Linked DNA regions of Mus musculus: region 2 is linked to region 1. Evidence: chromatin contacts called from public HiChIP or PLAC-seq data. All regions are on one chromosome and are shown on one strand. The core of a region is the stretch at or near the end of the contact, and the rest is flanking DNA. Distances in the headings are between cores, read along the strand shown.

Evidence for each region. HiChIP or PLAC-seq counts read pairs in DNA pulled down with a chosen protein or histone mark.
Region 2: an H3K27ac HiChIP or PLAC-seq map of embryonic stem cells shows a contact between it and region 1, with 10 read pairs. The contact joins two enhancer-like sites. A contact is called at or near these places in 1 of 15 datasets of contacts at CTCF or cohesin (large pre-B cells), 9 of 484 Hi-C or Micro-C datasets (the 3T3-L1 cell line, differentiating spermatogonia, embryonic stem cells and 4 more), 5 of 115 datasets of contacts at active chromatin or transcription factors (bone marrow-derived dendritic cells, embryonic stem cells and stem cell-derived neural progenitor cells) and 4 of 9 other capture datasets (adipose tissue, embryonic stem cells, liver and 1 more).

What each region holds. Positions count from the first base shown.
Region 1 is chr6:29,542,612-29,549,576 of GRCm38.p6, forward strand. It overlaps Tnpo3 (transportin 3), which reads right to left. Exons shown (of 23, transcript NM_177296.5): 22 at 652-749. The coding sequence ends at 689. Among named protein-coding and RNA genes, the nearest start is that of Irf5, 19 kb to the left of the region's middle. Within about 2 kb of position 3,145, at least 3 of the 459 cell types and tissues checked have an H3K27ac peak or open chromatin away from gene starts, as enhancers often do. A contact at or near this core is called in embryonic stem cells, where this site is marked.
Region 2 is chr6:29,628,931-29,635,895 of GRCm38.p6, forward strand. No RefSeq gene overlaps it. Among named protein-coding and RNA genes, the nearest start is that of Tnpo3, 23 kb to the left of the region's middle. Within about 2 kb of position 2,986, at least 14 of the 459 cell types and tissues checked have an H3K27ac peak or open chromatin away from gene starts, as enhancers often do. A contact at or near this core is called in embryonic stem cells, where this site is marked.

The sequences.
Region 1 (6,965 bases), core at 1,895-4,394:
TCATGTACCTATTACAGAAACCACCAGTAAGTGCCACAGATTCTGAACATTGCCTATTAGGACAATAAATTCTCCTTAAGATGTTAAAGGCAGGCTTAGAGAACTGCCTTTCTTTACTTAGGCATCAAGCACTACCACCCAGTCAGCACTCCTCTCCATAGCTGAGCTTCCTCCTTTGCTTCAGATCAGAAGGGACAGCATGGAGACAGTTGGCCATAAGAAGACAGCCGAAGGAACATCTCCCTGGCATTTCAATCATAAAAGCAGTAAGAATAAACTGCTTGCATATTGATTCTGGCAAGTCTGTCTGAGAAGACACGTGTCAGGAATTATGGTCGCCATTGTTCTCAGCAAAGTAGCAGAGGCTAGAAGTACTGACTTGATTGTTCCCAAGCACACATCAGAGCATTTGTGCGAAGATGTTTTTTGATGCACTCGACACCAGTTACCTTCCAGGGGGTGGAAAATGGCATCCAGGTGCACTGATGATCAGCTTGCTCTGGCCCGAGACAATCCAGGCGCTCAGTATTTCAGCCGCTGAGATAGCTCAACACTAAGTTCTTCCTTGATTTGAGCTATGGGCCTTAAACATATTCCCAGTCTCAAACCTCCCCAAGAGCCCAGAAAGAACTAGAAGTATACACAACTCACCTGGATGACAGGCACAGTGCAGGAGTGTGAGCTTGAGCTATCGAAACAACCTGGTGAAGTCTCTCAAGGCCCAGCAAACTTGCTTACATTCCTCGGCACTAGAAAAGAAAAGGTGGATGGGTGGTCCTTGGCTGAAGACAGGAGAGCTAACATGCCAGGGAGGCACACCGAAGAGGCTTCCAACTCTGTCAGAAATGACTTTCATCCACTCATGGCTCTGTGTGAGATCTTCCCAGAACTCAGGGCAAAAAGTAAGTATTATAAATGAAGATAATTATGAGCTTATTGGTTCTGAAGGAATGGGCTCAGAGACAAACTGTTTAGGGCTGATTTCTAGCTCTTGTGTTCTTGGGCAAGACACCAATCTCTGCCTTAGTCTCCTCATCTATTATCGACTTCATGTTACTCAGAGGATCAAACCCATTCCTAAAAAACATTTATGACAAAGGGGCAGTGAGCAAAAGTGACTCAGAAGGTGTGAGTGTCTATAGTACTACTTGACATTCCTGACACCAGGAGAAGAAACCCAGATGCCCTCAAAGGAAGGATGGCCAGCAGGTTCCATAAGGCTCGGAGCATTTTAGTTCTGTGCGCATGGCTCACTAAGGTCCCGAGCTTTCCATTTTTCTGCTGTGACAGATTCTGTTTACAAAGCCTTGTCTGGTAACTAGTCTGTCAGCCATTGATTTTCTAGCTGAACAGGCTGCTCAGGATTTCCTCTTGGAGGAGGAGGAGATAGAAAAGGGTTAACACACACAGAAATGGAGAATGAATAAGCAGAACCTGGTTCTCCGCAAATGCTGAGATGTCCAGTTATTATGGAAGTAATGTACATCTGACTCCATTTTTTTCAAAGTTCCCTTTGTCTGAAACCCACTTAGAAACCAATTGAGAAACTTAATTCTTCTGGTATCTTCCTAGCAGGCTAGCTAACTGAACTCCGGGCTAAGCAAAAGCAAACGGAAAAGGCACTTCCTCACACTCTCCTGACAAGGGACTCGGGCACAGGGATATAGCCTAGAACTCAAACTTCCAAGAAAGCAGACTTGCCATCCTGTGCTGGTTAAACACCCAAGGGGATAACTGTTAAGAGCTATCCAACAGAAAAGTGTCAAAATGCTTATCTACCAATTCATTCAACAAATATAAAGGTCCAAAATCATGATGAAAACCTTGACTGGGATTCCAGGAGTTGATGATAGGGTATTTTCTTTTAGGTTTTCTCCACCATAAACATGTAATGGATCAACTATACCCTCCATCTGAGCTATATCCCTGGTACTTAACAAGCTTTACTAATAATGGTACATTTTTGAGTCTATTTCAAAGTAAACCATGTGCTAAATAAGGAAGCAGCCAAGTATGTGTGCAAGCTCATGCCATTCATTTTCCCACTGCCAGGATGGAGGGCAAGGAGCCTAGCACAGGCTGGTGTATGGTGTGATATTACAAAGAACTAAGAGGCCCATGAATCATTTATTATCCTAATATCCTACATGTTTGAAATTGTACCCCTTTTGAGATCTTTTCAATTAAACCTAGATGGACAAATACCCCTATCTCTATCCTCTTTTTTGAGAGTAAGAAAAAGAGCACTGAAATTAAATTGTTGAGCATGGTGGTGATTGCCCTTAGTCCCAATGCGTGTGAGGCAGAGACAGGAGGATCTCCATGAGTTTGAGGCTAGCAAGTCCTAGGCCCAGTCATGGCTACATAGGGAGACCCTGTCTCAAAAAACCAAAACCAACCAACCAACCAAACCCCCAAATAAAGTAAGTAAGTAAGTAAATAGGGTTCAAATATAAGAGAACTGTGGTGAATAGCAAAGTTAAGTGTTGTGGTTTAAGTAAGTCTGGCCCCTATAGGCTCATATAGTTCAATGCCTAACCACCAGTGGGTGGATCTGTTTGAAAGGATTAGAAGGACTAGGAGGCATGGCCTTGTTGGAGGAAGTGTGTTATGGAGTGAGGGTGGGGCGAGCAATTTTGAGGTTTCAAAAATCCCATTCAAGGTCCAGGCTTTCTCTCCCTGCTGCCTGTGAATCAGGATGTAAAGTTCTCAGCTCCAGGCCATGCCTGTATATATGCTACTATGCTCCCTGTGGTGTTTGAACAAGAATGCCCCCTATAGACTCATAAACTTGAATGCTCACTATTTGAAAGGATTAGAATTAAGAGCTGCGGCCTTGTTAGAGGAAGGGTGTCAGTGGGGATGGGTTCTGAGGTTTCAAAGCCCGTGCCAAGTACAGCATGTTTGACTCTCTCTGCGTATGGATCAGGGTGTAGAACTCTCAGCTGATTCTCCAGCACCATACCTGCTTACATGCTGCCATTCTCTCCATGATAATGAACTAACCAGCAAGTAAACACTTAAAAAAAAAGAAAGAAAGAAAGAAAGAAAGAATTGTCTTGGTCATGGTGTCTTTTCACAGCTATAGAACCAGGGAGTGGGGCATTGCTGTGATAGGTGTAACCTTAGTTGGAAGAATATGGAAGACTCTGGGACTTAGAAGACGAAAATTGGTTGGACACTTTAAGCAGGGCTTAATGGGCCATCGTAGCAGGAATGTGGAAGACAGTTGAGAGAAATGTAGACTATGACAGCAGGGCTCAAGAGGTTTCAGAGGAGGAGAGTATTAAGTGGCCTAAAGAATGCTCTTGTGATATGTTGGTTAAGAATGGGTCTATTTTCTTCTCTTGTCCAAAAAAGTCTGCCTGAGATGAAATTGGGGAGTTTTGGATTATCAGCAAAATTACTATTGACTGTGGGTGGTGATCAGTGGTCCCCCTTAAGCAGAGGACAAAAGAGAGCAGCAGGAAGTGTAAAGGAGTGAAGTCCAATGCTCAAGAGATAAAAGGTTTAAAGAAAAACCAGATGCTAAACGGAATAAAGGGAGTGGTGGCCTCAGGACAAGAGCCCACCCAGCTAAGCTTCCAACCTGGGAAAAGAAATTAAAGAAAAGCTTTAGCACTGAAGGAAACCATCAACAGAAAGCTGATACAAATGCATTTGAATTAGGGAATCAATTACCAGCCCCAGCTAGCAACACTTGGCAGCTTCAACCACCACTTTTGAGTCTAAAGCTGGATCTGGCTTTAGACTCAAGGATACAAGATGGGGTTGTGGAATCTTCCTCCTCAGTTAAGAAAAGCCATTGAGGCCGGACATCTGTGAGGAGTGTCCCTGGATGATGGCCCAGAGAGGCCACTGCATGAGGCTGTGGAGGTGAAGCATGGAATGTGTTGGAGACCCCAGATATTGGAGATGTCAGAGTCAGGTGATACCTGCAGAGGAAAACTGCTAACAGGGTCCACACCTGGAATCATGGGGGGGAGGGGGGGGAAAGGAGGGGGGAGGGAGAGTTTGCAATCAACAAAGCTGAAAGGAACTGGAGATCTGAAGAGTGCTTTGACATCTGACATGCAGATGAATAATTTGAGTTTGCCCAGCTGCTTTTTGGTCATGTTTTAGTCCAGCATCTCCTCACAGTGCTCCTCTTCCTCCCTTCTGGAACAGTAGTGCATATCCTGTGCCACTCAATACTGGAAGTATGTGATCTGCCTTTTCATCTTGATTTTATGAGGGGTTACAGTTAAGAGACTGCCACGAGTCTCAGAAGAAATTCTGGACTTGTAAGCAGTCTATGAAGACTTGTCAAGAGATGGTGAAAGACTATGGGGACTTCGGAAGTTGAACTGAATGCATTTTTTACACTATGATATGGTTATAAGCCAATGGGGCCCACGTGATAATGGGCCTTCTGAAACTGTAAGCAAGTCCCAAATTAAATGCTTTTCTTTATATGAGTTCATTGATCAGAACAGTGACTATGACAGTAAGAGTGGCCTGGGTCTCTAATTACCTCCACCTTTGTCCCCAATCCTACCAGTGACTGACCTATGTGGCAAGAACTCCAGCTAATTTTGAACTTAAATGTCCTTGGTGGGTAAGCCCACAAAAAAGCATCTTAAAAGTTAGTCCGTTTTCTTATCTCTGTTCTCACAGCACTGCAGCATTGACTAGTCTCTGGTCCCTGATTTTACTATTATTTTTCTAGGTTCCATTTTCTATATTCTAGTCCCATAATTCAAATTATTCTCCCAAATAAGTTTATGGTCACTCTTCCTCAAGACTTAATCTTTTTATTTGGTGTCTTGGTAGGTAATGACAACCTGAGCGTCGAGATACTCCATCTGGTCTCTCGTTCCAAAATCAACACTCTCCATGTTCAGCACCAATTTTTTTTTTAGCTTTCACATGTCATGGTAGACAGTCACAGTAAGATGGAAAAGTTGGAAATAATGGCAGGATTTCTTCTAGTCTTCATTATTCTGAGCTAGTGGCAGATTACTATGTTTTTAGACTCAGCTTTCTTCAATCTGACCAATTTAAAAAGCTGAGGAATTAATTACTAACACCATTTGAAAAGCAGGCTGAAACTTGCTACAATGAAGCTGAACCAGTTCACCCTCCCTGCTAAGGTGGCAAACAAAACAGCATGTTGAGGCAAGAGTTAGAGGACCTTAAAACCAAAAGGGAGACTGAGTCATTCACAGTTCAAGGGTTGCACACACTAGAGAATTACTAAGAGGTGAGTAATCCCAAACCTCTTTTTAGCTCCATACTGCCTCTTAATATTTACACTTACACACACACACACACACACACACACACACACACACACACACACACACACACACACACAATTTGCCACAGCCTGCTCTAGGAGTTACAGAACTTGTTTGGCAATGAAGGTCAAGGCTACTTGGTTCAATCCCCTTCTCGCTGATCAAGGATCAAGAATATGGTTCTTCTTAATGTTGCTTTGCTGAGGGCCTTGCCCTTGCCCTTTTCTTGAATAAAAATGTTGCTTGTGACCTTGATCTCAGATGTATTCATTACTCTATTCATTATACACAAGCCCCATCAAGAGCATTTGGGCCTGTGGAGGCATATTCCAAAATGTGTGGGTGGCTTCTGTAAAGTTGTCGAGAGACATGCCCAAGCTAGTTTTGCAAATAGGCAATGACATTCTGGAAGCTTCTTTTCCAAACAAAAAAAGAGAGTTAAACTTCATGGATCAACTATTGCATGTAGGAGCTTTGGGATATTGTTTGGCATCTGTTAACAGCCTTATAAGGTAGTACTAACCCTATTTGCAAATGAATTAGCTGAAATTAAAAGTAACAGCATAATGGCAAGATTCAAACTGACAGTCTCTGCAAGATTTTCCCTAGGCTTCCATTTGCTTCAAGGATGTCAGAGTCAACAGATCATGGTTTCTGTTGACCAGTACAATCTAGCAAAGGGCAACAGAAGCAGTGAGAAGCAATTTTCAACTGAGACTGCATGAAGGCTTCATACCACCCCCACAGGAAAGTCACCATGACAGAAAATCAAATCATTTCATAAGGTTATCCCAGTCCATAGATTCTTACCGGGGCAGGGAACCCCCACTTTGGATAAATGTACCACAAAAGCCAGTAGCCATGCTAATTGTCAGCCATCCATGTAGGCTGATACAGAGTTAAAATATCAGTTCTAGGGCATGACTATTAGCAACTTAGTAAACTACAAAATAACAGCACTCGCTCTCTTCTTTTTTTTTTCAATTTTTAGTTAAAGACAAAATCTCACATTATAGAATAGGCTGAGCTGAAACTACCTATGTAACCCAGATTGGCCTTGAACTTAAATGATCCTCCTGCCTCAGCGCCCCCACTCCCTTTTAAGCCCAAGTCTCATGTAGCTTAAGTACCTTAAATGTATCACCTTTGTATTTCCGTCCTCCCCGGGCGAGACTTACGGACATTAAGCCACCATACCCAGCTCAGAAGACTGGATGTTGTTAAGGTTACCTTATCAATACCACCCAAAGAAGCCTACTGCACTAAGTGTAATAATCATCAAGCCTGCAAAGAAAGATTTGTACAACTTATATGGAATCTCAAGATACTCCAAGTATCCAAAACAGTCTTTGAAAAGCACAAAAAATTGGAGGTCTCAAAATTCTGGATTTCAAAATTTATGATATTGCCACAGTAATCAAAATAGCACGCCACTGATATAAAGCCATATATGAACCAGTGAAGCAGAGAGCCTAGAAGCAAATCTTCATTTACACTGTAAAGAAAACTGAAGTTGCCAGGCAGTGGTGGTGCACGCCTTAATCCCAGCACTTGGGAGGCAGATCTCTGTGAGTTTGAGGCCAGCCTGTTCTGCAGAACAAGTTACAGGCCATTCAGGGCTACACCAAGAAACTCTGTCTTGGAACAACAACAACAAAAGAACAATGAAAAACATTCCCTAACAAA
Region 2 (6,965 bases), core at 1,736-4,235, 86 kb after region 1:
GGCCTATTCTGCTATGTTCTCAGTCCCAGGTTTCAAAGCTCACAAACAACTCTTTGGGCTATTTGACATAAATTACATGAATCACAGGTCTCAAGTTTTATTTTCTTTCAGTTCATCTTTTATCCCTGATGGCTCTGAATAGAAAGTTGTTTGATTTCCATGAGCATGTAAGCTTTCTTGTGTTTTTGAAGTCAGGCTTTAATCCAGGCTGGCCTGATAAACTGCAAGGCAGGGATAGCAGGCTGTTTAGGGCAGCTGGCCCCACCCAGAGAAATCAGTGGTGGGCAGGGAAGATGGGTGCAGGAAAAGAACCCAACCTGTATGGCTCAAGATCAGCAGGCTGATGAAAGTGGGTGGAGAGGTGACAGGAGAATAGAGTGTGTCTGCCTTTCTTAATCTTCCATTATTCCCAGTTAAGCTTCCAGGACCCAGCTGTGAGGGCTGTGGCAAAACTGAAAAAAAAAAAAAACACAAAAACAAAAAAGCAAAAGAAAACTAACTTTTAAACCTAGCACTTGGGAGGCAGAGGCAGGAGGATTTCTGAGTTCGAGGCCAGCCTGGTCTACAGAGTGAGTTCCAGGACAGCCAGGGCTATACAGAGAAACCCTGTCTCAGAAAAGAAAAGAGAAGAGGAGAGGAGAGGAGAGGAGAGGAGAGGAGAGGAGAGGAGAGGAGAGGAGAGGAGAGGAGAGGAGAGGAGAGGAGAGGAGAGGAAAGGAAAGGAAAGGAAAGGAAAGGAAAGGAAAGGAAAGGAAAGGAAAGGAAAGGAAAGGAAAAAGAAATCAAACCCGACCAGCACAGGCATCATTTTGCAATTTCGAAGGCCCTTCTGGCAATAGATGCCTAAAATTTGAAACTCTATAACTACTAACCAATAAGTATTTCTGTTTTTATTTGTTTTGTTTTTCTCAGTATTGGGAACTGAACCCAGGCCATGTGCATGTGAAGCAAGTACGACTGAGCTAAGACTCCAGCGTCCTTCTCTGTCTAACAAACACATGTTGCAGGCCTGGTTTTAATTTTTGTTTGTTCGTTTTTTTTTAGAGATAGGGTTTCTCTATGTAGCCTTGGCTGTTCTAGAACTCAATCTGTAGACAAGGCTGGCCTCAAACATAGAGATCTGCATGTCTCTGCCTCCCAAGCTCTGGGACTTAAGGCATGCGCCACCTCAACCTAGTTCTTTTTAATTTTGTTTTAATCCTCTGTGTTTCTCACAATAAGTACAAATAACACATAACAGGAATATAAATCTAAAGTTAAATCATGAACTCACTGTCACCTAAATGATGTAAAGGAAGCAAGAATCCCAACGAACCAAAACTTCTCTGGATGTTTTGTTAATACACAGATGCAAGAATAAAGACTGCCTACTCAAATCATGGCCAAATTAATTCAAACAAGCTTTTAATTCATGTACATGGTCTGTGTCTCCCTAAAGGCAGGGTTCAAGAGATAAGCTTTGGACATGGGTAAGATAAGGGTTTTTAACAGCTCAGGAGTTGGGGCTTTCCAAATTGGCAGGCAAATAGTTGGGGTTACAGAAACATTGCATAAGCATAACAAGTTGGTCATAGCAAGCTCCTTAAACACACACATGGTTACAAGGTGGTCACAGCAAGTCAGTCATAACAAGGTGATCACAAGATAGTCACAGCAAAGTGGCCATAACAAGGTAGCCATAAAGCAAGGTGGTTATAGCAAGGTCGTCATAATAATCTTTTGAAACAAAGGCATGGTGGCTGTTTTCTGGAACATGAATACAGAACCATGTGTAGCTAAGGTTACAGGTAGTGCATAGCCCAATCCCTGAGAAACAGATTTAATCATAAACAGAAATGAATCGAGTTTGTTCTTAGTGTAGGGCAGCTTTCAAGCTCAAGATGGAGGCAGGCTCGTTCATCAGTTTCAGTATACCCTTTAATCAGACTGACTGCAGGCTTTTACCTGACTGGGCATCTGCTTTTCTTATGATGGCTACAATAAGCCCTCACTCCTAAGTACAACGTCTCATTCAGACAGTAGCTCAGCACATGAGAAAGCACCTTTCTTTCTTTCTTTCTTTCAAGATTTATTTTATATATATATATATATATATATATATATATATATATATATATATATATATATTGTAGCTGTCTTCAGATACACCAGAAGAGGGCGTCAGATCTCATTATGGATGGTTGTGAGCCACCATGTGGTTGCTGGGATTTGAACTCAGGACCTTCATAAGAGCAGTCAGTGTTCTTAACCCCTGAGCCATCTCTCCAGCCTCAAGTTAGCACCTTCCGCTGAAGGGAGACAGCCACAGGGTGGCCAAAAGCCACTGCATTCACCCAGGAATGCTACAGCTGAAAAGAGGGCATACTTTAAGGAGGAACACAGGCCTAAGAGTAAAGAGACCAAAGAGGAATTGTGTGATGTCCATCTAAGCCAAGACTGAAGACACTCCATAGCCTTAAGGAAGGATCCTATAATGGGTGTGTTGGTAGAAAAATTAGGTAGTCAGGTGACCAAAAAATGGGGAATTCTCTACTCTGATCCTCAGATACTGTCTGCTAACACTCTTAGCTTTGGGTTTCATGACCCGTCAGAGGAAGGTGGTATGGGATTCACCCTAAAAGTCATGTGGACCTCTCAGGAGTAGATCATTCACAATCTCTGGGTCAGCCCCATTGTTTTGTGGCCCCTGGTTCCTTGATCTATGGGCATGGGGAGGGGAGAGAGAGAGAGAGAGAGAGAGAGAGAGAGAGAGAGAGAGAGAATAGGAAAGGGAAAAGGTAAGGGAGAGAGGGAAGAGGGAGAGGGGGAAGGGGAGGAAGAAGGAGAGGGAGTGGGATTGGGCCTGATGCAAACTTTTGAAACCTCAAAGCCCACCCCCAGTGACATACTTCCTCCAGTCAAGTCACAAGGCCAGACCACCTAATACTTCCCAAACCGTTGATCAACTGGAAACTAAGCCATGCAAATATATGAGCCTCTGGGGGGCCATTCTCATTTAAACCAGCACACCACGCAGGCACCGACCTGAGTAATATGTAGATTTGTCTTGCTTTGGAAAGAGTCTAATTTGCTCAATTCCACTATCTAGTTCTCCTGTCATGAAAGTCGTTTATTAGAAAATGCCCTAATGACTTAATTGTCTAGCCTGTGCCTGCTAATTGGAGGACAACAGAATGTCAGGAGAAGCAGTCAACTGAGGATAGGACAGAGGGACGACCCCATTTGGGGAGGCAATCTATTTCCAGGCTGGATAAACGTCAGGTTTTCACACCTTTTAATTTGTGTTTCTCTCCCTTTTAATCATTTGGTAGGCAAGTTTGGAAACCACTCAAGCAAAGCCACAGAACAAGCAATAAATTGTGTTCTTAATGTTCAGACGTCAGGGCTAGGCATCTGTAACTTAGACACATGTGAAATTAAAAGAAAACAAGACTCAAGCGGGGAGAAAAACATTTAAAATTCAGATAGCCGCAGAGTTACGCTCTGTTTCAGAGAGCAGAAGCAGTCCAAGGGCAAAACCTAGCAAAATTCCTTTAGGTTCCTGTAAGATTAGATGGAAAATGCAGGAGACATGGAAAGGAAGAGAGGAAAAAAGAAGGTTTGGAAGTCTCAAGCAACTGCAAGAGTTTGGCTTTGGGGTACAGCAGACTAGGGGGAGGGGGCTGAGCAGGGGCACCCACTTCTCCTGCCTTGCCACTGCTTTGCCTTGGGTGAACAGCTGGGGAAGATCATCTGTCTGCAGCCACCCACTTTCCCCCAGGACCTGAGTCCTGCCATCCCTCTGTGTCACCTGTGTGTCCTCTGCTACTCAGGGGTCAGGCAAAGGCGGGGTCCAGCTGTATGCTAATGGCGCTCTGGCCACACTGACTAGTTCAGCTGGCTGTCAGCTACAGACATCAGAAGGGAAGGAGCAGAAAGCCATGAAGGAACTCCTTGGCAGTAAGACAGGAAAGAAAGTGTTTTCTCACCTCCTCGCCGGCCACTGATGTCCGTGGCCAGTCAGGAGTCATAGTGGGAATGTTTCCAGGCTTTTAGCCTCTTATCCGAAGAGCCGAAAATGAGAGCTCACGCAGATTCGCCAAGGTAGCAGGATAACTTTATTTGAAGATGGGCAGTGGAGGACCTAACTATTGTTTGGGTCTTCCTTTTATGGTTTCAAGAAAAGGATGACCTTGGTTTGGGGGTGCGATGAAGGTAGCTCTTTGTTCTGACTGATAGAGTAGATTATATAATAATGTCTCTACTATTCATGCCGGTCCCTGAGTACGTCTGACTTTAACATAGGCTTTCCCAATATGCAGAGGCAGGGGATGGGCAAGTAGGGGATTCTCTCCAAAAGCTTACTTTAAAGATGCAGTTTTGCGCCGGGCGTGGTGGCGCATGCCTTTAATCCCAGCACTCGGGAGGGAGAGGCAGGCGGATTTCTGAGTTCGAGGCCAGCCTGGTCTACAAAGTGAGTTCCAGGACAGCCAGGGCTATACAGAGAAACCCTGTCTCGAAAAACCAACAACAACAACAAAAAAGATGCAGCTTTGCCTAACTGAGCTTGCACCCCAAATCAGTTCAGGCCAGACAAGCCTTTCTATTCTTCAGACCTGGATGTAGTAGGAATGTATTTGCATAGAAACTCTCTAACAATGGCTCTTATTAGTGGTAGAGAAGCACACACTAGTCTTCAGAGGGGGGAGATAGGTATAGCCCAACGCAGGCAGGGCTCCAACATTGTTAGGCACGTTGTTCCAAGAGAGGCACTCTTGCATTGTACATTCGGGTACAGGATTATTAGAAGGGGGAAGTGTAGCCAGGTGTGGTGGTGCACGCGGGAGGCAGAGGCAGGCAGATTTCTGAGTTCGAGGCCAGCCTGGTCTACAAAGTGAGTTCCAGGACAGCCAGGGCTATACAGAGAAACCCTGTCTTGAAAAACCAAAAGCAAAACAAGAAAAAAAAAAGGGGTGTGTGTGTATATAACCCCAAACCAAATAGGGCTGCCAGCATCTGGCTCTCTATACTTTCTGGCTGATGGAGGTAAGGCATTTTACACTATGACTGGAAAGATTCTTTTTTATTTGTTTTTCTGCTTTTCAAGATGGGTTTTTTGTTTTTTTGCATGTAGCCGTGTCTGACCTAGAACTCAGTCTGTAGATCAGGTTTGCCTTGAACACATAGAGATCTGCCTGCCTCCCAAGTGCTGGGATTAAAGGTGTGCGCCACCACTGCCCAGCTGTCTAGGGAGGTTCTTATAGGAATCTGTAGATGTATTAAAACCCTTAGGACTAAAAAATGTTAAAGGTGTCAACATTACTGTATATTCATGTATAAAACAAGAATTGTAGGCTATTCTTCAAGAGGAATACAGTGAGAGAAATGCAGAAGGCCCTAGAAGCACTGGTTTCCTTTAAGGAATGATGACTTCAGAATGAGAGACAACCTCTTAGTGGCATACCACCACTAAGGCAAGGTGGCTTCGTTAAACGAGACGCACCATCTTTACCAGTCCCCCATCTTTAATGTCAATAACACATGGCACCCCAGGGACCTGCTGCATCTGAGCACTTCCTCTGTTGAGTTTTACTTAGAGTTTATCAGTAAACACTAAGATCGATAGATAAAGTGAGATTTAGATAGACACTCTTCACTATTTAGATGATTTAGCACATCCCCCACACCCACACCCATATATATATATATATATATATACACACACACACACACACACACACACACACACACACAAGCACCCACACACATGACCTTCCCTTCCTGCAGAAAGAAACTATATTTAGTAGTACTACACACAGAGGCTTGCCCAGTTGTGTTCTGATAGTTCCAGTTCTATCCCCCTTGTTACACTTCAGCGCATCTAAACAAATAGTGCTAGCTAGACAGAGTACACCCACATGTTCATAGTGATTGCCTCTGAGTAATTGAACTGGGGGGGGGGTCTTGCTATTTTCCTGTGTGTGTATTTTAGTTCTACAAGCATGAATTCTGTTTATAATCTTTAAACTGTTTTTTTCACAATGGGAAGAAAAGAGTACACTGCATGGAACTCGAAAGCTCCCAGAGGATTAACATGTGCTTCGAATGCCCTTTGAACACTGTAGACTGGTTATCTGACACTGGGCAGGCTCAGGATGTTCTGCCGAATGAAACATTTTAGAGGCAAGGATCTGCCACGCAAACACAAGGACTTAAGTTCAGATTTCCAGCCCATATATAAAGTTGGGCATTGTGGTGCATGTCTGTAACTCTGGGGGCGGGGGTGGGGGTGGGGGGAATACGGATGGGTTCATGGAGCACACAGCCAGCCAGTCAAACAGATCACTGGGCTCCAAGCTCAGAGAAAGTCCCTATCTTGAAAAATAAGGTGGAGCTTGACTGAGGAAATTACTTTCACACGTTCATGCAGACATGTGCAAACACATGCAGTCACAAATATACCAGAGAGAGACACACACACACACACAGTCTGGGCATTGGGGAGGCTGAGGCAGGAGAAGTTCTGTGTGCTTGAAGCCGACATGGGCTACTAAGTGAGTTCTAGCCCTGCCTGCGCGACAGAGTTAGGGTTTCACTGCTATGAAGAGACATCATGACCACAGCAACTCTTTTTTTGTTTTTGTTTTGTTTGTTTGTTTGTTTGTTTGTTTTGGTTTTTCGAGACAGGGTTTCTCTGTATAGCCCTGGCTGTCCTGGAACTCACTCTGTAGACCAGGCTGGCCTCGAACTCAGAAATCCACCTGCCTCTGCCTCCCAAGTGCTAGCAACTCTTATAAAGGAAAACATTTTAATTGAGGCTGGCTTACAGTTTCAGAGGTTTAGTCCATTGTGTCTCAAAAAATAGACAGACTGCTACACTAAACCAAACCCAAAATTTGGGGTCAGAGGTGACAGGCAAGTGAGAGCTTTGATGGCCACCATTTCATTGCTTTATTGCTCTACATGCCACACACTGTCACCAAGTC